Linked DNA regions of Mus musculus: region 2 is linked to region 1. The links are chromatin contacts, called in public promoter capture Hi-C maps. All regions are on one chromosome and are shown on one strand. The core of a region is the stretch at or near the end of the contact, and the rest is flanking DNA. Distances in the headings are between cores, read along the strand shown. Region 1 holds the start of Nr1h2 (nuclear receptor subfamily 1, group H, member 2). Region 2 holds the start of Nfkbid (nuclear factor of kappa light polypeptide gene enhancer in B cells inhibitor, delta).

Evidence for each region. Promoter capture Hi-C pulls out the DNA fragments that hold promoters and counts their contacts.
Region 2: a contact with region 1 is called in a promoter capture Hi-C map of pre-B cells. The contact joins the promoter of Nfkbid here to the promoter of Nr1h2 in region 1. A contact is called at or near these places in 3 of 39 promoter capture datasets (cranial neural crest, maxillary cranial neural crest and pre-B cells).

The regions. Positions count from the first base shown.
Region 1 is chr7:44,552,626-44,555,842 of GRCm38.p6, reverse strand. It overlaps Nr1h2 (nuclear receptor subfamily 1, group H, member 2), which reads left to right and starts at 1,878. Exons shown (of 10, transcript NM_001285517.1): 1 at 1,878-2,034; 2 at 2,135-2,264; 3 at 3,089-3,146. The coding sequence starts at 3,107.
Region 2 is chr7:30,421,653-30,424,923 of GRCm38.p6, reverse strand. It overlaps Nfkbid (nuclear factor of kappa light polypeptide gene enhancer in B cells inhibitor, delta), which reads right to left and starts at 1,649. Exons shown (of 11, transcript NM_172142.4): 1 at 1,421-1,649; 2 at 1,229-1,289; 3 at 473-684. The coding sequence starts at 478.

The DNA.
Region 1 (3,217 bases), core at 629-3,128:
GTCCAGGCTTTGGCTTTTGTTTGTTTGTTTTGAGACCTATCACTTATTTCTGAAAAAAAGCATGGGTTAGTGGCTGGGTCTCAGGACCAATTTTGTTGCATGACTGAGGTAACGTAGGCTCCAGCCTCAACTTTGTAAGAATTTGTTAGATTATCATAGCATGGCACTTTTAATCCCAGTACTCATGAGGCAGAGGCAGGAGGATCTATCTCTGACCTGGAAGCCAACCTGGTGTACATAGAGTTCTAGGACAGCTAGAATGGCGAGACCATGCTTTTAAAAGGGGGTGGGGGTTAAACCAGGTAGTGGTGGTATGCACTTCTAATCCTAGCACATGGGAGGCAGAGGCCTTGGCCAACTCTCTTAGGAGATGAAGGCCAGCCTGGTCTACAGAAGCAGTTCTAGGACAGCCATGGCTACACAAAGAAACCCTGCCTTGCAAAACAAACAAATCAACAAGAACAACAGTGGCCGGGCGGTGGTGGCGCACGCCTTTAATCCCAGCACTTGGGAGGCAGAGGCAGGCGGATTTCTGAGTCCGAGGCCAGCCTGGTCTACAAAGTGAGTTCCAGGACAGCCAGGACTATACAGAGAAACGCTGTCTCGAAAAAACCAAACCTAAACAAAACAAAACCAAAACAACAACAACAAAAAACAAAACAAAACAAAACCAAGAACAACAGCAACAAAAGTTAAGTAAAAGCAAGAATTTGTGCTTAATAAAGATTCCCAACTGTCCATAAGTGGGGAGTGCGGAGAAACAATCTCTGAATGTTTTCCATCTGAGATTCACACAAGTATTTCAATCTTTTGTGAAAAAGCTGGTATTATTACTTTTATGGGAGAGGGGTTGAGGCTACTTGTTTATTCACATTTAGCTGATGGCCAGGTCTCACTTCCTAGCTCAATTTGGCTTCCAACTAAAAGCAATCCTCTTGCCTTGCCTGGGTCTGTTTGCTTATTGCAGGCATGGGTCTGCACCCAATTTGCCTTTTTTATATTTACTTCTTCCTATTATGAAGCTGAATGCAAAAATAAATTCTTGTATAAAAAAGTTCCTGGGCTGGAGAGATGGCTCAGCAGTTAAGAGCACCAATTGCTTTTCTGAAGGTCCTGAGTTCAAATCCCAGCAACCACATTGTGGCTCACAACCATCCGTAATGAGATCTGATGCCCTCTTCTGGTGTGTCTAAAGACAGCTACAGTGTACTCACATATACATAAATAAATAAATCTTAAAAAAAAAAAAAAAAGTTCCCGAGGCGGGGACATCAAGAGAGTCCAAAGTGAACAAGATCCAGAATCAGGACATGTGAGGAGGAGGAGAAGGAGAAGGAGAGAGAGGCGAGCCAGGAGAGTAAAGGACCCAGTAACCAAATCGGCTGGATTATAAAGGGAAGGGCAGCCCAAGCCCTGAGCTGGAGAAGTTTAAGGTATGAAAAGCCTTTAAGCTTTTTAGGCTTAAAACCATCCTGTAACCATCTTGCCATCTCCAAATTTAAAATATTTAGAACCAACATACAGGGCTGGAAGAGGAGCTGCTACCGCAATAATGGGGAGGTAAAGGCAACAGGCTCAGAAGTTTAAGGCCACCCTTGAAATAAGAGATCCTGTCTCAAAATCAAGACAAAAATTTTTTTAAAAAGCAGCCATGCAGCACCGCTACAAAAGTAGAGAACTTTAAACTACTCAAAAAGGTTAAAACCTGCTTCGTTAGCCACCTGCGAAAAGAAACGAAAGAACTTTCCGGAACTTTTTTCTGAGTCCCAGAGGGGAACTACCAGAAGAAATAAACTTCCGGTGTGCCACTTCCGGCCGAGGCCTCACAGTCGGTGGCGCCCTGGCAGACCGGAAGTCTGTCACCTTTCCCGGTCCGCCTACTTCCGGAAGTGACGCGCAGCGGGGTTGCCGGAAGAAGTGGCGAAGTTACTTTTGCTTTTCGCTCAGCAAGCGCTGTTGCTTCGAGCTACTCCCAGGCTTCTGAAGTTACTTCCAAAGTGCTGTGGAGGCACAATCACCGGTGCGGACACAGAGGCAAGTGCGCCGGGCGGCCGGGCAGGTGGGACTGAGCCCGGTACGCGGATCGCCGTGGGTCCCGCTTAGCGCGCGCATCCTTCCCTCACTTTCCTCGCAGCTCTCGCCTCCCACGGCCGTTTCCAGGGCAACAGAGTCGGAGACCCCCTGCGACCCCCCTCCCGATCGCCGGTGCAGTCATGAGCCCCGCCTCCCCCTGGTGCACGGAGAGGGGCGGGGCCTGGAACAAGGTGGGCGTGACTCTACGGGGCGGGGCGTAGGGAAAGCCTATGGTTGGTGGGCGGGGGCGGGACACAGATGGGCAGAAGGCCTGCTGTAGATAGTCTGTGATTAAAGGCTTTTGATTCTTGGGGCGGGGCCTAGACCACTGTTGGGGGGGATTGGGAGGGGCAGAGGCATGGAGGGCGTGGCACAGTGAAGACCTATAATTGGCTTTGGGGGAATGAGAGGGGCGGAGCCTAGGAGGAACGGGGCGGAATTTGGGTTTCTGCTCCAGAGTGGGAAGGGGTGGGGCCAGGGACTTGATGGGATGGGTAGGGTCTGGGGTCTGTATTGGGGTGCGTTAAAGCCTTGAAGGAGCCTATGGTAGAAGGGTAATGGTTGCGCCCTGATGGGAGAGGCGGGGCAAAGTTAGGATCTCCCATGATAAGAGCACAGTTGGTGCTCACAGAAGAGGAATAGAGTTGTTGGGCTCTCTGAGGTCATGATTCGTAGAGAGGTGGAAGGAGCAGTGGGCCGGGTTGGGCATGTTAAAGTGTGTGATGTTTATTAGGAACTAGGGCTGGGAGTGGGGGCTCAATATAGAAGTTAAAAACACTGAGGTGTGGCACAGTCTTGTAATGGCAGCACTTGAGAGGCCGAGGCAGGAGTGCGGAAGATCCCAGGACAGCCTAGAGTAGTGTGTTCCAAGATTTTGGAGGTGGTTCAAGCTGTTCAGCCACATAGTTCGGGTAGCCTGAGCTGTATGAGATCATGTCTCAAGAGTCCGTGAGCACTGGAAGAAGAGACACCCCTATTATGCCCTGTAATTGGCTGGCTCCCCTATGTTCAGCAGGCTGCTTCGTGACCCACTATGTCTTCCCCCACAAGTTCTCTGGACACTCCCGTGCCTGGTGAGTGACGGGCTTTCCCTAGCCAGCCCCTTCCACAGTGTTGGAGAAGCTCACTGTCCTGTCTTCCTTTT
Region 2 (3,271 bases), core at 400-2,899, about 14 Mb after region 1:
ACTACCTAGGTTAGTTTCAACTCATAACTAACTGGCTTCAAATAATGATGCTCTTGTCTCCGCCTCCCAGTGCTGATATTACAGGCATAAGCCAGTGCACTTGGCCCAGGATGGGATCTTAAACCAGTCCCTGACATCTCAGAATACTGAGATTCTCTACTCTCCATCCCTACCTCATGGAGACTGAACCCCATGGCCTCACACATGTGAGGAAAGAGCTGGACCACAGAGCAAAACTCCCAATAGTCTTTCTGTTTTCCACTTATTTTTTCCCTTTATTTAGGAAAAAAAAAAAAAAGGTCCTATTATTGTGGCTAGGGCAATCTAGAACTCATTCTGTAGCCCAGGTAGGTCTTGATCCTTCTACCTCTGCCTCCGGAGTAGCTGGGATGACAAGCCTGCGCCACTAGGCTCAGCACCACTGAGAAGTTTTTAGGGGCCCTTAAGCATCTGTCCCCACCCTATAGTTTACCTCCATCACCAGGGGAAATGGGCCTGACCGGCCTGGGTCTGACGGAGGGTAGAAATCAGGAGTCAGGAAGCCTTCAGAAGCAGAGAATGGGAAAGAGCCCTCTGTATAGGTAGCATGGATGCTAGGGTCCCAGTCTGCAAAGCCTGAAGGGGGAGCCAGGTTGCCAGGTCCGGAATCCACAGTCTCTTGGAAGGCAGGGAAATGAGTATGGCCTGAAACAGAGAGGGTGGTCAGAACCAGCCTGTTATTACAGCCTGGAGACATGGCCAGGGAAGGTAAACCTGGAGTCTCCAGAGGTCCTGAGACACTGAGGAGCTGGGTCCTCCAGTCCTGGGGCATCAGCAAGCTGCGATGCCAGGCCTACTGGATCTCAAGCAACTGGGATCTGAAGTCCTGGAGTCTTAAACCCTGGATGCTTGAAGGACACTATTCATGGACTACTGGGCTACTGAAAACCAACGTCAAATTCCAGGGGTTTTGGTTATAAGACAAGGTGTCTTAGATAGCTCTAGGTGGCCTGGAACTTGCTAGTAAAAAAAAAAAACCACATGACCTCAAACCCAATGGCAATCCGCCCCCCCTCAACTCCGGAGTACTGGGAATATAGACATGTGCAACGATGGCAGGCTGGTCATCAAAATTTCCCATATGGCTCAAGAATAATGAGAGCTGCCTGACTCCTCGGTCCCCAAAGGTCTAAGAGCTGGGATGCCTGAGTCTAAGAGAAGCTGGGCTAGGAGCTAACTTTATTCTTACCTGGCTCTGCCTCATTCACAGATGGAGTCAGTGGCTGGACCAGAGGAGGGGAGAAGTGTCCCTGCAATGTAAAGGAAATGAATTTATGAATCTGGAAGATTCTTCCAGGTCTGTCCCCCACCTGCAGAGCCTCAGAGTCAGGACTACAACTCCCATCTCCCCCAGCGCACATGGCGACTTCCAGAGACTCACCGGCACCCCAGCAGCCTCTGGCTGCTGCTGTCGGCGCCTCTGTTCTTCCAGAAGCTTCTTTACCGTCTGTGTTGGGCAGTGACTACGCTCAGGCCGACTCACTGTGTGTGGGAAGACAGAAGGAAGTCATCAGGAATGTTTAAGTCACCCGAATGCAGCCTCGGTGGCAGCGGTGGGTGGCTGGGAGTGCATGTGGGCGCCCTCCTTTCCTTCGAGCGAGCTGGAGAACTACAAAGCCAACAGAAGATGTTGAGTGCAGGGCCCCGCCTCCGCCATTTCCTTCCTTTTCCTCCACGCTTTTCCTCCGCACCAACTTTCCACCACCGTAGTGGAAACTGAGGAAGTGGGGAGGCTAGCACTTCTCTGAAGCATCTATCTTCTCCGGAGACACCGGGCTCCTCGGAAGCACCACCACATCCGTTAAAAATCCCAACCTAGGCGACCAGGTCCTAACACTAGGAGTGGAGGACTGGGGTTTGCTAATCTCAACTTCCCGAAAAGGCATTTCCAGGTTCCCAATATCTCTGTTTTAACTAGGAGTAGAGGCACACCCCTGCAATCCCAGCGAGGTGGTGGCAGAGGGTCAGGTGTTAAGGCCAGACTCATCTATAAACGAAGTGAGAGGCCAACCTGGACTACCTGAGACCTCTGTCTCAAAACAACAACAAAATGTTTCTCTGTTCTAGAATCTGACATGTGGGGCTGGGCGCAAGGCTGGGTGGATGGTAGAACGTAAGCCCAGAGTCCTCAGCACAGGAAAGGGTGAGTTGCTCCTCTCCAAGTCTTGGGATCACCACTCTTGCTCTAGCCTCTCTGCCAGGATCCACCAAATCAGTAGCGGTGTAGTTCCTCAATGATCCAGGGATCTGGAGTCGCAAAGCTCCCGCCCCCACCTCGGCAAACTTGGGAATAGCAGGGACCAACCATCCCGGAGATGCCCCTGTATCCCATTGGCACAATCCATTCACCCAGAACCCAAGAGTACAGACCCTCAGTCTCCTCTGAGACCTGAAAATCCGGTTCCCTCGACCCAAGAAGAGCAAATCCCCAGCCCAGACTTCCCAGCTCAGACTCCAGCGCGAGAAGGGTTAAAGTCAGCCGAGGACTGACTCGGAAACCCTCGAGACGAGACGCCGCGCGCTGACGTCACGGCGCTAACGCAAGGGAATCTTCCACCTCCCAGTTCCGCTCCGCACGCGCGCGCCGCAGGTGTCTGGCTCGGAGGCGGGGCACGCAGCGAAGCGCGGCGCCCGTGGAATCCCCGCGCACGGGGAATTCCTGTTCGGCCCGGGCACCCTGCACCAGTGGTGCTCTGGGAAGTCCCAGGGCGGGGCTGCTCTCTACCAGAGTGGACTCCTGAGGTCCAGCGCCCGACCTTCGAGGCCCAAACCTGCGTCCATAACCGCAATTTCAAGGATGCAATGCAGCCCCTCCTTGGGTGAAGGAGTCCGGGTCACTTCGTCCTCTTAGAGAACCCCCGGTATCAGGCCTCTCAGTCCTTGCACCCCAACTCCCAAGGATGTCCAACACTCCCAAGGACTCAGAAGTCCAGGATCCCAGCCTCTCCTCTTCAACGTCCAGAATCAATTCTCAGGGCCCAGCTTTACGCTCCAGCCAACCTTCAAAGCATCCAGAAAGGCGCGTTCCTCGCTTTACCCCCAGCTCTTACCTCGAGGATTCTTGGATGCAGACTGTGGGCCCCCAGGGCCGCGGCCTCGGCGTTGCGCCAGCCTCGCTACCTGCCCCGCGGAGCCGCCGCCGGGTCCCCGATCTAAAGCCAGGTCCCCCGCGAGTTTTTAAATTCGTCTTTTGGCCACGCCCGGTTCAAGGCGGAGCCCCGCCCACAGTCCC